Linked DNA regions of Sus scrofa: region 1 is linked to region 2. A link is a contact called in public Hi-C data. All regions are on one chromosome and are shown on one strand. The core of a region is the stretch at or near the end of the contact, and the rest is flanking DNA. Distances in the headings are between cores, read along the strand shown.

The links. Hi-C and Micro-C count contacts between places; a contact is called where the count stands out from the background.
Region 1: a contact with region 2 is called in a Hi-C map of skeletal muscle, with 8 times the contacts expected there. The contact joins the promoter of CD47 here to the promoter of IFT57 in region 2. A contact is called at or near these places in 3 of 47 Hi-C or Micro-C datasets (heart right ventricle, retroperitoneal adipose tissue and skeletal muscle) and 1 of 2 datasets of contacts at active chromatin or transcription factors (alveolar macrophages).

What each region holds. Positions count from the first base shown.
Region 1 is chr13:151,425,798-151,431,078 of Sscrofa11.1, reverse strand. It overlaps CD47 (CD47 molecule), which reads right to left and starts at 1,668. Exons shown (of 9, transcript NM_213982.1): 1 at 1,510-1,668. The coding sequence starts at 1,555. It overlaps LOC106505814 (a long non-coding RNA gene), which reads left to right and starts at 2,203. Exons shown (of 3, transcript XR_002337926.1): 1 at 2,203-2,292.
Region 2 is chr13:151,294,793-151,300,234 of Sscrofa11.1, reverse strand. It overlaps IFT57 (intraflagellar transport protein 57 homolog), which reads right to left and starts at 1,683. Exons shown (of 11, transcript XM_021070455.1): 1 at 1,366-1,683. The coding sequence starts at 1,577. It overlaps HHLA2 (HERV-H LTR-associating protein 2), which reads left to right and starts at 1,911. Exons shown (of 11, transcript XM_005670246.3): 1 at 1,911-2,061; 2 at 2,522-2,622.

The sequences.
Region 1 (5,281 bases), core at 419-2,918, 130 kb before region 2:
CCAAAAGTGCCATTCTAGCAGTTCTTTCTAATCCACTTGAAAATAGGATCCCTGTTTTTAAAACTGTACATGATTTACACTTTTTATGCTCCAAACTGGCTTTGAGACCAATGGTCTGAATTGAAATATTTTATTATAAATTTATAATGAGTTTTGATATAAGGCTTTCTGATCGTACAACAGGTTTCTGAAAGCAGTATTATGTGAGCTATAATCATAGTAATGGACAACAAACTGTTAAGTACGATAACAGGAAACACTGCCTTACCTAATATCAACCCTTTAGATAATAGAGATTGATTATTAACAGCTCCGACATCCCAGGAGGTTTCAGAGAGTGGGAAAAGTGGTAAGCCTGGACTTAAGGGCATTTAGGAAATAACTTGAAGTCACAGCCTTTTTGAATGGCACAATGAGGCTAATATGCCGTTTAAAATCTAATTAATTCAGCATTCTAGAATCAAATGTAACGATACCTTGTTACTGTTAACTCTAATTCAAGAGGCTCTATAGATGTAAAGTATGACAGGCACTATAGAGCCACGAAAATTCGTATTCCTTCCTCAATTTTACAGACGAAGCACACGTTTTAAAAAGGCAAAAAGCGAAACGGATTCTAAAAGCTTGGGGGTGGGGGGCAAAAAGCCTTTGGAGTCGAAAGACACGAATCCCACCCTGCCGCAAATATAATTTTGACTAGGGGTTACTGTCTTCATACTTCAAGCGAAATCTAGATTACTTTTAAAAATGCTCCCCTAAATACAGTAAGAAAACTTGAACGTGCAATTTGGACTGTATTAAAGGGTTGAGGGGGCTTGGGGGTAGTGAGAAAAGAGTTTCCATCGAAGAAGCTTATTTCTAGGGTAAAAAAAAAAAAAAAAAAAAAAAAAAAAGGCAGCCAAAAGATTATTCTGATTAAATGCTAGGTTGGAAAGGAAACTTAATTTGTCCTTTACGTCCCCGTAACTCCTGTATTCCTGTGGGAGGGCAAACCGGAGAAACCCCTTCTCAAAGACTTCGCCAAAATGCGCACTTTCATCGCAAAAGGCTCGGGCCCTCCCACTCTTCCTCCTTCAACCTCAAATGCGTTTAAAGCACTGAGAAGGAAGAGGGGTGAGAAAGAGGGGGGACCCTAACAGCTGCCAACGGTTGGCTCCGATTGCGCCCTTTCTCTCTACAGTTAATTTCTGCGCGAGGTGCTCCGTTTGAAGTCTTTCTCCATGTGTGCATCCAGAGGTGGAGAACGGGGGAAGATGAGCCCTGCTACCACCCAGGGGGAAGAGAAGAGGAGGGAAAGGAAGAAAGGAAGGGGGGCGCCGATTACCCGCGGGGCCCTCCCACGTCCACACCCGGGGCGGGCAGGGCCCGCGCATCCCGCTCCCTTGCCACCTTCTCCAGGGCGCCGCCAGGCCAGACAGGGTGCAGCCCACACACCCGCCCGGGCGCCGCGGGGCTGCCGCGGGGGCGGTTAGACACTAGCCGCAGAACCAAGAGCGAGTGACCACTCACCGCAGTACGCCGAGCCCAGCAGCACCACCACCACCAAGGGCCACATCTCCGCGTCCGCCGCGGGGCTGCCGCCGCCGCCTCAGGTGTCTGGAGCAGGCACCGCCGCCGTCACAGAGAGGACCCGCCGCCTCCTCCCGTCAAAGGCAGGACCCGGTGCCCGGGCTGCCTGGGCGCGCGCACGCGCGCTCCCGCCACTCCACGCCCGCTCCCCGGCTCGCGCGCGGCGCACGCGCACTCAGCTTCGCCCCCGCCCGGCTGCCGCGGCTGTTGACGCGGCGCCCTTCCGACTATCCGCTTCAAGTCCTGGCTCCCGCCTGCTCCTCGCCAGTGGCGCGCGCAGGACGGCCGGGTCACGCCCCGTTTTCCCCGTACCGGTCCCCTATTGGAGGCTGAGCGTATATTCTCAGGCTCACGCGGGGATCTCATTGCGCCCGCATCCCTGTCCGTTGTTCCCTTTTTTCCTCTCGTAGCGCCCGCCCCCCGCCCCCTGGCGCCCTCCTTCCCCTCGTCCTGTCCTGCTTTCACTTCCACTCTCACACTTCAGGAACCCGCCCAGGTGCTGTTTACCCAGACTTAGGAGCCTCGGCCCCCGTAGGAGCCCCTGATCTCTCTTTACCGGGCGTCCGACGTCCTCCCGCGCGCTTCGACCTCGACGCCTATACGCCTCTCGCCTCTGCCCATTTCCCCTGAGCTCCAAGGCCTGCCACAGAAAGCACACACCGCCGGGGGACGGCTCTATGCTTCCCACGCGGGCGAGGGCGCCACTCCGAGGGCAGGATGACGGTGGGTGCCTGGCCGCCGGGAACTTCCAGTTGCTGCTCCTGGGCTCCAGCTCTCTCCTCGGTTCTGCCCCCGTCTGCTTTTGTTTTCCTGGCGGATCTTTGGTTCTGTTTTTGACTATCTTTTTTACTCTCTTTTTGGCCTTGTTTGGTAGTGTTTTCAACCTTTAAACAGGATTACTCAAGCTCCACCAGTGATGGTAAACACTTTGAGATGTGGTTAATGCCGAAACCCCAGGGGAAATCAAGCATGGTCTAAAATGTTAGCAGGTGTATCCAAGACGTTCTTTCCTGCAATGTCATGGAGCCGGGTTTGTGACCTCACCATGTGCACTCCTCTGCACTGTTTGCGTTTAGCTTGCTTGAAAAAATGGGTTCAAAGTGTGGCTCCAAGTCGCAATATGGACAAGGCCTTTGAGTATCTCACCGAATCAGACACCGCATTCTGAAGCAAAAGCCCTTTAACATTTATCCGAAATGATGAAAACTTGTCAAAAAGTCATGCTCTGGTGGCTGCTCTAATGGGGTGCATATCCTCCCTGCTCCCTTGGTTGTTTTTCTCTTATCTGCTAGGGGAAAAAAAGCAATATTCTATTCCTCCAAATCCTCTATCCATGGCGTCTCCTCCATTGCATCCTATAGTGATAAAATGCAGGAAATAAAATTGCCACTCTGACCCTCTGTAAGAGTGTGTATATACTGTATGTATTATACAACTCTTCCTTGTAATTGTGTGTGTGTGTAAACATCTTCCCTACAGCATTATTCTTTAAAATCAGAGTATTTTAAGTATTCCCTTCTTTAAGACTTCCTGTTCAACTGAGCAAACAGAAGGGGTTTAATAAACGTGTTGATGTGACTTGAGGCAAGCGTTGCTCCAGTGAAATCTGATTGTTTTTTAATGATTAAAAAAAAAAAAAAAAAAAACAATTGCCTGGCAGATATCTCACTAAAACAATGGTTAATAATTATGGTGGTAATGATTTGAATGGCAGCCTTGACACCCTGAGGCTACCAAAGGGACTGATGGATTCTCCTCCAACTGCTGCTTATATGGATACAAAAGAATCATCCATCAGACTTTGAGCATTCGGGACACTGTGTATCACAGAGCAGCTGGTTGGCTAAATAAGGCTGTCAGCTGTCCCTGAGATCAACCAACCCCCCTAAAGCTGAAGAGTGACTGGAAAGGACTGTCACCAACCTTCAGAGGTAGAGATCAGTGATGCTCTATTTTATACTGGGAGCTGCTGAGGTCTTGTGCCTAATGTAGCTTTCTGCAGAAAATGGAATAGGCTTAAAAATCGGGTAAAGGGGAAGCCACCTGGGTGACTACCTCTACCCTAGGGAATCTGGTTGGGATGTGTTTTGATGGTGAGGCAAGAGGAGGCCTATTCCAGAAGAGGCAATCCAAAGCAATCTGCTTCAGTTTGATGCTCTTCTTTCTGAGATAACCTTGGGCTCTTTTCTCTAGTATCTAACCACCTCATGTTTGTGTTTCCCTTTTAACATTTGTGAGGTTTTTTTTGTTTTGTTTTGTTTGTTTTTTGTTGTTAAGCTAATCTTATCTTCATGTGAGGGGTTTTCTTGCATGGAAGTTAAGGGAATAATGCATTTTAGAACGTTTTGAAGAGAGGTAATACACATTAAGTATATTACCTAAAGTATTCTTCCTAACAGCCTTGGAAGGGGTATTATGATCTTTACTTTAGCGATGAGGAAACAAAGGGAAAGAGAGATGATTAATTTATTGCCTATGGTTCTATGTGATACTTCTCTTCCAGTCTGTTTCTTTTGTGTCTAAATCCTTTGCCCTTTTTCTCCTTTTTCTTGTCACTGTATAACATTAAAGATAATATTATAGTTCCCCTTTACGGATGAATAAACTTACAACTCTAAAACCACTGTGACCCTTCACTCTTTATCATTGTTGCCTTTACAGATGAGGGAAGTGAAGCTTACTGGCAAACTCAGGGAGAGAATGGTGACTAGTCTGACTCCAAGGCCAAGGAAAATGTTCACAAGCTTACCTTCTCAGTTCATGGCCAGCTCCCCCATTCCTTTCCTTTCTATGGTAACAGTACTACTTTTATCTTCTTTCCTCAAACTATATCTACATCCTACCACATAGTGCATATTGATGTGATATTGCCTAGGATTTTATATTGATACAGTTGTATCCTTATCCTGTATCCTTATTGATACAGTTGTGTCCTTAGGTAATTTTTCATTCAACTAGACTTTTTATTTTTTTGTTCCATGTTGGTGTTCCATGCTGTGCCATACATTGTTCCTGATATTCCTGAGAGTTAGCTCAGAACTGTACCTGCCTAACTGTGCAAGGTCTGTGCTTTGTGCAGGGCCAGATGCACCTGTCTATAGAAGCAGACCTGCATCAAAGGATCCAATGGTGGACCAAAGCCCAGGGTTACCCTTATAAGTTAAGTGCCACTTCTCTGTTTTAGTCATGTCTGGGGCATATCAGTTACCTTACTATATTGAAAATACCTGTTTATGTGGCCGTGTTCCTATTCAATAGTGACTCCTTCCTAGACTGTAATCCCAATGAGGGGAGAGACCACATGAGTCCTGTTCACTGCTAGTCCCACTGCCTGGCTCATAGTAGGTAACCAACAAATGGTGGTTAAAAAGATAAATGAACAAGTATTTTCTTTTCCTTTCTTTCTTTCTTTTTTTTTTTTTTTTGTCTTTTTAGGGCCGTACCGGCATATGGAGGTTCCCAGGCTAGGGGTCTAATCAGAGCTGCAGCCACCAGCCTACACCACAACCACTGCGACACCAGATCTGAGCCTCATCTGAGATCTACACCACAGCTCATGGCAATGCCAGATCCTTAACCCACTGAGCAAGGCCAGGGATCAAGCCTGCAACCTCATGGTTCCTAGTCAGATTCATTTCTGCTGCACCACAACGGGAACTCCAAATGAGTATTTTCTTTGAGTATCTGGCAAAGTACCCTGCATAAAGAGGTT
Region 2 (5,442 bases), core at 434-2,933:
TTCTAGGCCCACCCCTAGAATTTCTGATACTCTACACCCAGGAAAGGGCCTGTGGGATTGCATTTCTAGCAGTTTTCCTGGTGATGCTGATGCTGCTGGTCTGTTGACCACACTGTGAGGATTATCATATCCACACAAATTGATGACTCAAAGTACCCTGCTGAACTCCTAGGGAACTAGGACAGAGTTTGTATTAATCAACAGAACCTTGATACCGTTTTCTTCGAGTTTGAAAAATGTACTCGGAGGAAAAGAAAAACACATTTTTATTTGGTTATTTGTATTATCCTATTCATTTAAGCCATAACTTTCAATCCTACAGTTTATAGCTTGGATTATGCAACACTACTTTTTTCTCTAACTTTTCTCCTATTATGGACTGGCTTAGCAATATGGACAGTTTACTCCTAATGCAAGTTATTGGAAGAGAGCAAGAATGACATCCAAATTGTCAAGGGAAATTATTTGAGCCTAGCTACAGCCATCAGGAGAAAGAACTAGACTTAATAATCTTAATCTAAATTCCTAATCTAAACTGCCTCTTAGACAAATAAACACCAAAAATTAACACAAAAAATTAAATGTTAAGTACTAATGTGAAGACAAGCTATAAAACCTCATTTATGAGGCAATCACTAAGCTACACTGATTGGCTATTACCCTCAGTAAATAACGCCAGTGGCTTCAGGATATGATGAACTTTTTCTCCACCAGAACAGGGCAGAACTTTACGTTCTATGATAAAGAGACAATTCCAATAGTTGTCATTTTATTTATCTTTTCCACTTCTTAGTTTCTGAGAGTACTGTTATTGCAAGGGCAGAAGTCTTTTAAACCATAGCAATTAGTGAACAAGTTTATTAACTGCATATAAAATGCTCAGTGAAGGTCCTAGGTACCGACAGTTATAAGTTATAGGGATAGATTCTCTAAAAGGAAAACAAAAACCAGAGATAGATCTAAAGCGATAATGGCACTAATCTTTGGGATTGAGATTATGAGTAACTGCAGTATTTTTTTTTTTTTTTTTACAAATTTCCTTGTGTTTTCTGAGTTCTCTACAATAGGTTCTTTTATTACGTTTATAATCAAAAAAGAAAACAGTTTGTGTTTTATGGAGTTGTATGTGTGCTCTAGGCAAGTTTTCTTCCAGTCCTTTCTATAGTTCCAAAACTATTCTCCCTAGAAAAATACGAAGTCTAAAACTTCGTGAGCAGCCTGGTCCTCCATAGCCAAGTTTGTGGCGAACTGCTCTTTCCCGGATAGAAAGATCATCTGCTAACCCTAGATCCCCTGACGGCAGGAGGAAGGCATCTCCCCAAGGGCCTAGCCGGCACCCAGGAGCTCGGGGAGGCAAGCACCCACCTGGACGGGGGCTTCAGATTGTTCTTCCGGAGGAGATCCTCCTCATAACGGAGCAGCTTCAACTTCTCCACTAGGTCCTCCATCACTACGAACATGTGGTAGGCCGCGCCAGGCCCCCGCTCCACGACCACCTCCCCTGCTTCTTCGCCACGGGACCGAGACACCCCATCCTCCAAACCCGACGGTGTGACCACTGCTGCGGCGGCCGCCATAGCAAAACGGTCCGAAAGAGCGCAGCGCGAGCTCGGACCCACAGACCTCCGTGGCCTGCGCTGCAGCAACCAGACCTACGCAACTGGTTACCAGGCGACCGCCTGGAAACCCAGCCCCGGGGGTACTAGACTCCACCTCCTTCTAAATTCCCTCCAACCAGGGTGGGTTTCTAGGATGATGTGGCCGCCCCCGCCCCTTCCCCCGCCTCTGAGAAAGCAGTGGCCGGGAGACAGCCCTGCCCCTATGGGGGCGTGGCGTTCTCCGCCCCACGTCGGGCACGCCTCCTCCCGCTACAGTTTAAAAACCGAGTAGGGCGCGTTGGCCTTACCTCTGTCTTCTCGCGGTGGTCTTTAGCAGGCGTTGCGGGTCTTGTGCTGGTGGTTACCTAGGGCCGCAGAGCCGGCGTCCGAGTCAGCTGGTAGCAGTTTAAAAGATTAAAGAGAGAAGAAGACGCGTAGTATTGAAGACTTGGTTAACCCACTGGTATCTTTTTTATTTTTCTTCTCAAAATTGAAGGTTTTCACAGTTGTAGAGATAGTCGATAGCATAGGTTTCCCTTTAGCTCAGGAACTTTCCTACGAGTTTTTCTTATTTTTCTTACTTTTCCCTCATAAAGGAATGCTGTATTTGACTTAACAGTATATTGTAAGATTTGAGATATTGTAATTCCCTCCTATTACTCCAGGGCTGGGAAAGGAGTTGTTGGTTGGGAGGCGGTGGGGAAGAGGAAAGGCAGAGGATGAGCAGAAAGAAAGCATGAGGAAGGATTTGCTCTACCTCAGAAACATCCTGCTGCTTAATCTCTTTCAAGCCCATTGCGTGTAGTATAAAGTTTTGAGGTTCCTGGTTAAAAATCAACAAAATAAAGTTGATCTGGAAAGGAATTTCCCTGCCTTGTAGCTCTAAGTGTGGCTAAAGACAGCGTTACTACTGTACTCCGCAGCCATTTACCTGGAAAATGCAAGAGAGGGGCATAAGGGACCATGGCTTTGCAGTTCTCAGAAAAGCCTTGTCTATCAAGCAGTTTTCCTGTGGGAAAATAAGGTAAGTGGTAGATGCTGACGGTTTCCCGGAAAAGAAAACTTATGGCAAGAAGTTGAACATAGGTCGTATTTATGTGGTTTTTGATCTGTAATCTCCTGTATCTGCTACTAGAGGATGTAGAAGAGGTCCATTTTTTTTTTTTTGACGTAAATGAACTTTGAAATTTATCTGTAATATCTTTTTGTTAGAGAAATGGGTGGAAGAGCACTTATCATTTTAATATTAGTCTAGACCTAACTTTTGATACCAGTAAAGGATCAAAGAATCAGAAAAGCAAATACCTTTTTCTATTTACCAAAGAAAATACATAAAATAACTGATTTATGTAGAAAATAACCCAAAGAAAACCACTGAGAACTGTTTTTAAAATAACATTTTTTGCCTACAGCAAGTCATTAACAGCTGCTTTTAATAAAAATGAGTGGGAAAATTGGATTCGATGCTACTCCACTGCTGAATTGTTTTTTCTTTGCCTCCTTGGAACAGTGTTTCTCCCCCATACATCCCAAATGCAACCCCCACGTGTGTGGGGGAGAGATATTGTGGTATGTCTGTATAACTTTCAGGGTACAGGATAGATGTACAGCTTTTTAGGATTGGGAGGGAATGAAGGCTCAGATAATATGCTTTGAGCGCCTTGATTAATCAACAGGCAACCTGTGGCTTTTTATTTATTTATTTATTTATTTTTGCCTTTTCTAGGGCTGCTTCCGCAGCATATGGAGGTTCCCAGGCTAGGGGTCTAATTGGAGCTGTAGGCCCCAGCCTATGCCAGAGCCATAGCAACGCGGGATCCGAGCCTCATCTGTGACCTACACCACAGTTCACGGCAACGCCAGATCCTTAACCCACTGAGCAAGGCCAGGGATCGAACCCGAACCTCATGGTTCATAGTCGGATTCGTTAACCACTGCGCCACTACAGGAACTCCCAACCCGTGGCTTTTTAGAAGACTCTCAAAACAATGTCACACTTTACAGGTAAATTGATTTCAACCAGGGTGATGTTCACTTGAAGGCATGCTGCCATATATTTTGACATTTTCAGAAAGTTATATATAACACTCAGGATGAAATAGTCATAAACATTGTTTTTGCTGATGAGAACCCCTCTAGCAACATGTATTGTGCTTGGGGTGGGGGGGTAAAAAAACACCTCCCCCAGAACCTAGCCGTTTCCTCTCCATGTACAATACTGATGCAGCCTGACTTGAAAATTGTATGAAGAATTATTTTTCTCCTTAATTGTGTGAAGAAGAAAAAAGAGATTAAAATATAAAATGTCCCCTGGTAACTAGCACAGAAAGAGTGAAAGAAACAAAAGAAAAACCAACTGTTCAACACTGCATGCTTTCTCACAGGAAAAAAAGATGGGAAAGAACACCGAAATGTCATTTCATTTTCATAAGGCCTAGGAATTATTTTTGCTGAATTTTTGTTTACCCACAATTGTTTAACACTTCAAGAAGTCTTTTGCTTATTGGAAGTAGTTTCCTTTACTTGTATGAGAATATGCACTCAAATCCTCTTCCAACTATCTCAGCCACCTAGAAGCTCTAGCATATATTTCTGTTAGTATTTTTGCAGGACTGTGTCATGGGTTGACTAAAGAAGTTAAATAAAGAGAATGGGGTGTTGAGGCACGTTTATACTTCCTTTTAAAAATCTTAAAGATTTATCCCTGGTCCTGTGTGTTGACCACTATTAATAGCTAGGCTTCTGGAGTTCCCGTTGTGGCGCAGTGGAAATGAATCCGATTGGTATCCATGAAGATGCGGGTTTGATCCCTGGCCTCTCTCAGTGGGTCCAGGATCTGGGGCTGCCATGAGCTGTGGTGTAGGTCACAGATGCGGCTTGGATCCCACATTGCTGTGGCTACGATGTAGGCCGGCAGCTGCAGCTCTGATTAGACCCCTAGCTTGAAAACTTCCATTTGCCATGGGTGCAGCCCTAAAAAAAAATAGACAAAGTCGGGCTTCTGACTTTTAACTTTTGTCTCTCATAAACCATCTGTGAAATGAAAGGAGGTAATTTTTAATGCCCATAAGACATTTCTGTGAATGTCTCTGAAAACCAAAGAGCACCCAATCAAAGGAGGTTTTTTTTTTAAGCTAAATGGGATTTCACTGAAAGATGCTGAGCAAGGCTGGGGATACAAAGGAGACAGGTTCAAAGATAAAGGAAGGCTCTCTAGCTGCATCTCCAAATATAAGTCCTCCAAGAACACTAGACAGACCTGGAAAACAAAGCTGCTTTAGGTTCCACTCATTTGGGTTGTTAAAAACTTAGAGAACCACTAACCGAATAAAACTTTCTTAACCTGATAGAAAGCATCTACTAAAAACCTCGAAAGAAAAAGCTGTTTAAATGTGAAGCACCAGAGGCAAAGCCTTTTAAAGTCAAGAACAGGAGAAGGCATCCATTCTTCAAAATTGTGCTAGAGATCAGAGCCAGTATAATACGACAGAAAATTAGGAGTATTGCAGAAGAAAAAACTGTTGCAAGTATATGATTAGGTAAAAAAATCCAAGAGGCTCTCCAGACAAGCTATTAAGACAAATCAGCAAGTTTGCCATATGTAAGATCCAAACTAAAGAAAATTTACTTGGAAAATAAAGCCTCAAAAACAAACCATTTATAGCACCCAGAAATAAGTATCATGATTATGCAGAAATTGTTAAACTTTACTGAAAGTCATGGAAAATCCAAATAGGGATATAACATTCTTTAATGAGAAAAATCAGTTATCTTTACCTAATCCATAAACTCAGCACAGTTTCAACTAAAATTCCAAGAGGGTTGGTACTGACACTCATATAGA